Regions from separate parts of the Mustela erminea genome. Here region 1 is linked to region 2. The links are chromatin contacts, called in public Hi-C maps. All regions are on one chromosome and are shown on one strand. Each heading gives the region's core, a stretch centred on a gene start, on an enhancer-like site or on the middle of the called end of the contact. The rest is flanking DNA. Distances are from core to core; before and after follow the strand shown. Region 1 holds the start of PPHLN1 (periphilin-1). Region 2 holds the start of GXYLT1 (glucoside xylosyltransferase 1).

Region 1 (3,981 bases), core at 936-3,435, 150 kb before region 2:
CACTATGCCACAAAGTAACACACACACCACCCTGGAGTTTTTTGATGTATTTCTCAATCTACAGTACTCATTCGACTTCTAACTATCCATGAAGATGAAGCTCAAAATCTAGTATTCTCCACAAAGCCCAATTCTAAGCCCTACCACACTAAAAAGGATTCCAAACTGGTGACTGATAGGCTGCATGTGACAAGTGTTTGGCCCAGGGTTTTGGGGGGTTTGTTTTGGTTTTGTTTGTAATAAAGTTTTATCCCACTGACAACACCTGAAAACTGGGAGATATCACTTTCCAAAACCATATTTTCCAACTATTATTGAAAAACCTACGTGCTCTGGCAACACTGGAACCATATTCTCACAGAGCCACAACCAGCTGAAGTACCAGCTGATCCCTTTCCAAAGGTTCTTACATTTTAAAGTCAGATGACATATCAACTTGCCCGACTTCTGAGACTGTACCTGCAGCAGTTGCAATCAAATAAATACCTACCTGCCTAATGGGCAGTGGAATTACAAAAATAAACAAGAAAATGACAGCCCAGATTAGTAAAGAAGGTGAAGAGACAAGCAATTAATTAGCACACGCAATTAATTAGCACACATGTGGTAAGTGCTAGGATGAGGAAAGTAGAGGGCACTTAGCACATGGCAAGGGTACCTAAATCTCTCTGGGGGGAACTTACAAAATATCCCTCAGAGAAACTCACAGGGAAAATGAAACCCCTAGCAGGTGTAGGGATTATCCACAGAGAGGGAGAAGAAAGGTCAGAGAAATCAAATGCCTCAGAAGAGAGAAAAGAATCTCCCCAAAGACTCTGGTGGGGGGAGGGGAGGTTCTGAGGAAGTGAAATCAGTTCAATACAGGTAGGTCATCACTTAACCTTAAATGCAGGTGTCAGAGAAAGGACTCAACTGAAAGGGCAGGAGTCAAAAAGCCAAGTGTTGGTTATGGTCAGGAGAAGAATGAGAATTTCCATAAAGCAGTAGAGTATGTAACAGTTTGTTAAGCAGGAACAGAGCTTTCAGTGAGCTCAGCTGTTGTGTTGAGGGGTGAAGTGTTTAAGAAAAGGAAAAGGAGGGAAAAGCAGCGGTAGCCTAAATCAAGAGAGAGGAAGTACAAAGCAGCATGGAGATAAGGATGTAGCAAAGAAGACCAAAGGGGCTTACATCTTGGGCGGTAACCAGAAATAACGGGGATGTGAAGCATGGCGGTTTTGGTTGGCCACAAGTTTGCCAAGAGAATTAGTCCCAGCGGTCCCCTGGTGGATGTGGAGGCATTCGGGCCTCTCAAAATTCAGCTGCGCCCTGGATGCAGTTCCTTCTCTCTAGAAGACATCGGCTTCAATCTGGATTGTGCAGATTCCAGGAGAGGCTCTGGATTCCAGGGGGCTGGCACGCAGGCTTCCAAGGAATGGTTAGAGGCCTGGTCTGTGTGTGCTGGTGGGTAGAAGTATAAACTACCTTGCATTAGTTCCTGATTTTTCTGTAGGAATGACAGCCCCGTTATCTCCTCTTAAGAGAAAAACTGTATGCCCAATATAGAATTACAGGACGGAAAAAGATGCCAAGTAGTCCAACATTTGTCCACACTAACTCAAGATGAGTCATTCTGTCAATCCGAGTTGACCCTGTCTCAACTGAGAAACCTGCCAGGAAAAGCCCAGTTTTACACTTTTTTTTTTCTTTTTCTTTTTTTTTTTTTTGTAGCTCTCAAAGTGCCTAACACTTCACTGGGTACATTGAACACATTCTTTAAATTTACCGACTTTCTAACTGATCTTGGGTCACTGAAGTCAACCCATTCAGTCCTCTTTCTGCATCATAAGGCGCTAAAGAGAAGCAAACCTATGTCTCAGACTCAACAGTTTCCTTTATTCCAAACTCCACTGCGTCTCTACACCCTCCACCGCCAAGAGCGGAATTACTGCACGATTCAAACGCAACGGGAGACTCCAACTCTCGCCACAGAAAACACCCCACACCCGCTCGCCCGCTCGCTCGACTCGGCCCGTAGCAGAGCCCGGCCCAGTCCACCTCGTGGAAAGGTAAAATGAGCTCACCGACTCTGGGCGGCCGGGAGACCCCGTAAATGTAGTCGTCGGCTCGTCGCCCTCTCCTAAGCAGGCACTTCCGGCGCGCTCAAAGACGTCAGCAAAAGCGCCGCCTCTGGGCCCGCCTCTGGAGCCTGGGTCTAGCTACCGCCAGGAAGAGGCGTTGCTGTCGCTGCCTCCTACTCTCCGGCGCTTGACCCCTCCCAGGACCCGTGATGCCAAGGCCCCAGCGGGGGACGAGGAAGAGTCCGGGTTGAGCCCCAACTGAGTCGTGGGCTCGCGCTCTAGTTTCCCAGGCCTGCCCCACCTAAAGGTAAACACCTCCTCAGCTGCGGCCTTACTTCCCGCAAGCCCCTCCCGAGACCCGGCCGCGAAAACGATTTGCCTCTCTCCCCGCCACACTTTTTATTCCCGACCATTTGCCGTTGCCCGCCCTCGAGTTCTCCCCAGAACGGTAACTCATAGTTTCAAATGGGAAACTTGTCTAATAAGTGGGAACTTGTCTAATAGATTCCCAAGAAATATCTCAAGCATCAGGCAGTTTTCCTATTAGTCCGCAACTTGGCATGTCCCTCCGTCAATATTTTGCCATTTGTGATGGCCCCTATGCCCCCATCTCATATACACAGCACACAAGCTTTTTAAATTGAAATTTGAACCTTGTTGAGTATGATGTACTTTTCATGGATAATCTGCTTTGTTAAAATACGCTATAAAAATCAGTTACAAATTACATTTGTAATCTAAAAATACATATACAGAATAATATCTTTCAAGGCATGGAAACCTATTTGGTATAGTAAAATGTATCATTTCATTATTTACCAATAATATGCAAAATTTTTACACCATCAAAATGTGAGGTTAAAATTTTCTCCTAACACCACTGCAAAGAAAAATATCAAGAAAACCAAAAATAGTACCCAGACCAAAGCATTAATGAAAATAAGTGGCTAAGGTTCTTTCTGAGCTAGCAGGCTCTTTCTGATGTGGTAGGCATGGTATTAAACGTTTTCAAAAGCAGTTTTTTACCCTTAGCCTGAGAGAAAGTTAAGTGAAGCCTCAAGAATTTTTTATTTTTCTGTTTTAAACTTATTCTGCCTTCATACCATAATCCAGCACTATAATGGTTAAGGACTCTACTTGAAAGAAAGACCAGAAAGCTCTTTGCAGTAAGATCTGGGGAAAAGAAATCCCTTAATTCACCCAGCTGGAGTAATTGTTTTTAATCCTAATAAAAGCGAGGAAGGTGTATTAAATCTGGCATAATTAAATCAATGATTATATACACTGGTTCTGCTTGGAATGAAGAATACCTGGCTTAGATTGCTTCTTGGTTTGTTTCCCTTTATAGAAATGAGTGGTGGATTGGCCCCAAGTAAAAGCACAGTGTATGTATCCAACTTGCCCTTTTCCCTGACCAACAATGACTTATACCGGGTAAGTGACTTTTAATACTATTGTATTCTGAATTCTCTATCTGTGGTACAGATAAAGCTTAAGCAAACAGTTCTTTTTAGCATAATTCTTAATAACTACATTACAATGCACTTGAGCCATCAATAGCAAAGACTTATGTTGCAAATATAAGTAAAAAAAAATTGACAATTTTTGTAATTTCCGAAGAGTTTACAGTGCTTTCATAGAGAGTAACTTCTTTTTTTTCTTTTTCTTTTTTTTTTTTAAGATTGTATTTATTTGACACAGAGAGAGAGATCACATGTAGGCAGTGAGGCAGGTAGAGAGAGGCGGGGAAGCAGGCTCTCTGCTAAGCAGAGAGCCCGATGCGGGGCTCGATCCCAGGACCCTGAGATCATGACCTGAGCTGAAGGCAGAGGCTCAACCCACTGAACCACCCAGGCACCCCAAGAGTAACTTCTTTATAAACAGAAGACACGGGTAGCATAATGAAGTAGGAACAACTTGTGAT
Region 2 (4,126 bases), core at 752-3,251:
ATGTTTATTGAATGAATAAGTGTATGTTTTCATTATACTTACACATCTTGATAGCGTGCTAGTTGTCTTTTTTTTGCCTGGTAAGTCAAGAAATGTAATCCTTATAGAAAAAACTGAGACTTAAATTTATTTAGTAACTTTCCCATGGTCACAGAGCCACCAGTTTTTGGTGTAGGGATTTTGAACGGATAACCACTGCTAAATTAAAAAGCATATCCCCACTTTGTTTTTCATGGCCAAACACTTCAAAGCTCCAAATGCGGGGCACCTGGGTGGCTCAGTCGCCTGGGTGTCTGTCTTCTGCTCAGATCATGATCTCAGGGGCCTGGGATCCAGTCTGGCATCAATCTCTGCTCAGTGCGGAGACTGCTTCTCCCTCTCCCTCTGCAGCTCCACTTGCTTGTGCGCTCTCGCATTCTCTCCCTTAAATAAATAAATGAAATAGTAAAAAGAAAAAAAAAAAAGCTCCAAATGCATTTGAACAGGTTAGCCAGCATGATTTTTCTTCATGAAGTGTGTGTGTGTGTGTGTGTGTGTGTGTGTGTGTGTGTGTGTTTAAAGCCTTCTTTCCCTCACTTTGCGGCACTGTAACTGCTTTCTGGTTCCAATCTTAATCTTTGTCTCAGCCTGCACAGTGGGGCCAGAACCTGCTCTCTAAAAGTCAGATGGGATCATGTTACTTCTTAATTTAGAAACCCTTCAATGGTCACCACTGTTTGCTAGAGTAAGTTCAAACTCCTTGGTATACTAACCAAGGCACTCAAATATCTGTCGCCTTCAACTTCCAGTCTTATCACTCATCACACCCTCCCTTGCATTCACTTAGCTGGTTGTATCAAACTTCTCACAGTTCCCTAAACACAAGAACCTGTTTCATTGATCCCTCAACCTGCAATTCCTTTCCTTCCCCCAGCCAAGACCCTGATGACTGTTTTACCACCAAGTACCTCTTGACCGTGACCTCAGTAAAACTGATCACTCCTTTTTGTGTTGGCCCACATCTTCACAAGCTTTTATATATCCTAATGTCTGTGTCCTGGTATTGCGCGTACTTGCGAGTCCCACTTATTTACTTATTGTCCTTCATTTACTTATTTACAGTTATTTATAAGTCCCATTTATTTATGTAGTTATTTACTGCCCCACCCCATGCCCAATTATGCGTCTTTAATACCCCAAAGTACTCAAGTAGTGCTTGGCACACAGTGGTGCTTTATGAATGTTCAATAAATGAATGGAATGGAAATATGGCTGAACAGAGAAGAAATGGAAAGCTAAAGAGAAAGCTTGAGGGAGAACATTAGGCCAAAAAGATCGAAAAAGATGTAACAGGGACGGCCTCAGTTGAACATGCCCTTAACAAGTTCGTTAGGAGGCAAGATACGCATGCTCCGCAGCATTACGAGGTAATTCAATACCTGGATGAAATGGCTCGTACAGTCTTACAGAAACTCAGAGGCTGGGGAAGTCCCTGCTGCGGAGCATGGAACTGAAAAACGGCTTAATCAAATGCCTTCCAGGTGCAAGGTGTTTTTCGGGCGTTAAGCAATTTACTCTCTGCAGCCAGCCTATGAGGAGGATATTATCTCCGTTTTAGAGAAGAAACATGCTCAGAGAATTGAGCTTGCTCAACGTCACAGACTACCATGTGGAAGAACCGTAATTTGAATTTGGGTCAGCGGTCTCCAACGCCCAGTTCATTTCGCCACACCCCTCCTCTGCAGTTCAGACGCGTTCCCTCGGCGTTCCTCTCAGACCCGGGCCAGTCCAGCTCTCTCGCGCTCACTGCGCCTGCGCGTCCGCCTGCTGCCGGGACTCCGGGGAGGGGCCCACGCCGGCGGAGGCGGTGTCAGAGCTCCAGGCGGACAGTAGGCTAGCGGGCGAAGGTGGTTGGGCGGGCGAGGCCAGGAGAGGAGGGAGGGAGGGAGGAGAGGAGGGAGGGAGGGAGAGGAGGAAGGAGGGGCGGGCTGGAGGCCGCCGCGGAGGAGGAACTTGTTGCGGCCGCGGCTGCGCTGTGCGCACCCCTACGCTCCAGTTCGCCCGGCGGGCGCGGTGCGGAGGTGGTGGCGGCGGCTGCTAAGGCTGAGGCGCGGGGCTGGGGCGATGCGGCGCTATCTGCGCATCGTGGTGCTGTGCCTGGCCTGCGGCTTCTGCTCGCTCCTCTACGCCTTCAGCCAGCTCGCCGTGTCCCTGGAGGAAGGAGCGGGCGGAGGTGGCGGGAAGCCGCAGGCCGCGGCGGCTTCCTGGCTCGCGGGCGGCGGACGCGGCGGCGCGAGAGGGGTGGGCAGCGTGGGACCCGCAGCTCATTCCGGCCGCTCGGACAGGTACGGGCGGTTCCCAGTTAGGGGGCCGGGTTCGGGGCCAGGGGCCAGGGGCGCGGCGGGGGCGCGGGGGCTCGGCCCGGCTCGGGCGGCTCGCCGGTCAGTCCGGCGTCTCTCGCCGCCCGGCCCGCGCCTCCCGCCGCCCGGCCCGCGCCTCCCGCTTCTTTGCCGCCGTCTCTGACCCCTTCTCTCATTTCCCTCCTTCCCCTCCATCCGGGGGTGAGCCTAGCCCGAGAGCACTCCACGCTCTTTGTGTTTGTCTTCTGACGCATTCCTTATGCGCTTTTTAAAGCGGATAGAAATTAATTTTCAACTTTTAACTGACAGTTGCTCCCCCACCCCCTTACAGAAGTCATTGAAAGTAAAAGGTGCCCCACAAAAAAAGCCTTTTTGCTGTCTGGCTAGTGGGAATTCCCTCTTGTTTCCATGGAGTTTAAGTTGAGATATTTAAACATCAGGCTGGCGCCCTAGTTCAATTTTCCCCCCTCTTCTGGACGGGGCGTCTAATTTTTGTGTGTTAACGCTCAAATGTTCATTGTTAGCCTTTGTTAAATCTGGATAGAGCTTTTATGCGTATTTTGCATTTTTCTTTAGGAAACATCGGTCTGCTCTGAAACTTACTGTAGGTTAGGAAAGGAGCGAGGCTTACCATGTTCACTCACGTGTTCTGTGGGATGGGATGGATATTTTTCTTTAAAAAATCGGTGTCTAAAAGGCAGCATAGTGCCTTGCGTGGATTTGCACAAATCACTGCCGGAGTTGGAATCTGCGTGAGATTTAAAAAAGAATGCGGCGCATTATGAGAGCTTAGCAAAATCCCAGCGTTTGCACTTCCTTGAAAAATAGGCTCCTTTTTTGTGGGCATCTCCTTGGGAACGACTCAGAGCGCTCCCTTACTAAGAGGCAAAGTCTGCTTTGGTATCAGGAAGTATGCGGTTGATAGGGGGGAGGGCAGGTCAGCTGCAGGCTTTTTAACATTGTTCTGAGAGTTGATGGTCGTTTTCAAAATAAAAGGGGGAGGACCTTTGGGCATAGGAGCAAATGGGAAAGCTGGACTGTCATGTTTTTGTCAGAGGAATCCTGGACTCCATTCATTAAAGCAGAACTACTTCCAGTCAGGTTTGTCAGCTCTTATCTGCCCTGGGAAAGGCGGTGACTGACGACCTGAATGAGCTCATGAATAATGAGGCTCACAAAATGCTGTTCATGGTCTTTTATGGATTGGGAAGCATTTGAAATTATGGAAAAAATTATTTTTGTAGTGGGTAGAATCGTAAGGAAGCAACATTTTAAAACATTGGATGAAACTGGACTATGATGATTATGAGATTTCAGTTTGTAGAGGGACATTCGTTGTTAGTGCTTTTTTGTCTCAGAAACTTATACTTTAGGGGTGCCTGGGTGGCTCAGTGGGTTGAGCCGCTGCCTTCGGCTTGGGTCATGATCTCAGGGTCCTGGGATTGAGTCCCGCATCGGGCTCTCTGCTCAGCGAGGAGCCTGCTTCCCTCTCTCTCTCTCTCTCTCTGCCTGCCTCTCTGTCTACTTGTAATCTCTCTCTGTCAAAAAAAAAAAAAATAAAATAAAATCTTTAAAAAAAAAGAAACTTATACTTTATTTTGTGACAGATTTTTGTAAGCTGTATTTGCTTGGCTAGCTGATTGGGACAAAGTTATTTGAAATATAGAATAAACACTTCAGTAATTTTTTTTTTTAAAGTAATCTCTGTGTCCAAGGTGGGGCTGGAATTCACAACCCCAAATCAAGAGTCGTGTGTCAACTGACTGAGCCAGCCAGCTGCCCCAGCA

What was found. A called contact is a pair of places that touch in the nucleus more often than the background predicts.
Region 1: a Hi-C map of fibroblasts shows a contact between it and region 2, with 2.1 times the contacts expected there. The contact joins the promoter of PPHLN1 here to the promoter of GXYLT1 in region 2. A contact is called at or near these places in 2 of 3 Hi-C or Micro-C datasets (fibroblasts and spleen).

Annotation. Positions count from the first base shown.
Region 1 is chr6:78,457,825-78,461,805 of mMusErm1.Pri, reverse strand. It overlaps PPHLN1 (periphilin-1), which reads right to left and starts at 2,185. Exons shown (of 10, transcript XM_032347920.1): 1 at 2,061-2,185. ZCRB1 (zinc finger CCHC-type and RNA-binding motif-containing protein 1) reads left to right here and starts at 2,200. Exons shown (of 7, transcript XM_032347925.1): 1 at 2,200-2,364; 2 at 3,406-3,491. The coding sequence starts at 3,478.
Region 2 is chr6:78,311,623-78,315,748 of mMusErm1.Pri, reverse strand. GXYLT1 (glucoside xylosyltransferase 1) reads left to right here and starts at 2,001. Exons shown (of 8, transcript XM_032347898.1): 1 at 2,001-2,324. The coding sequence starts at 2,104.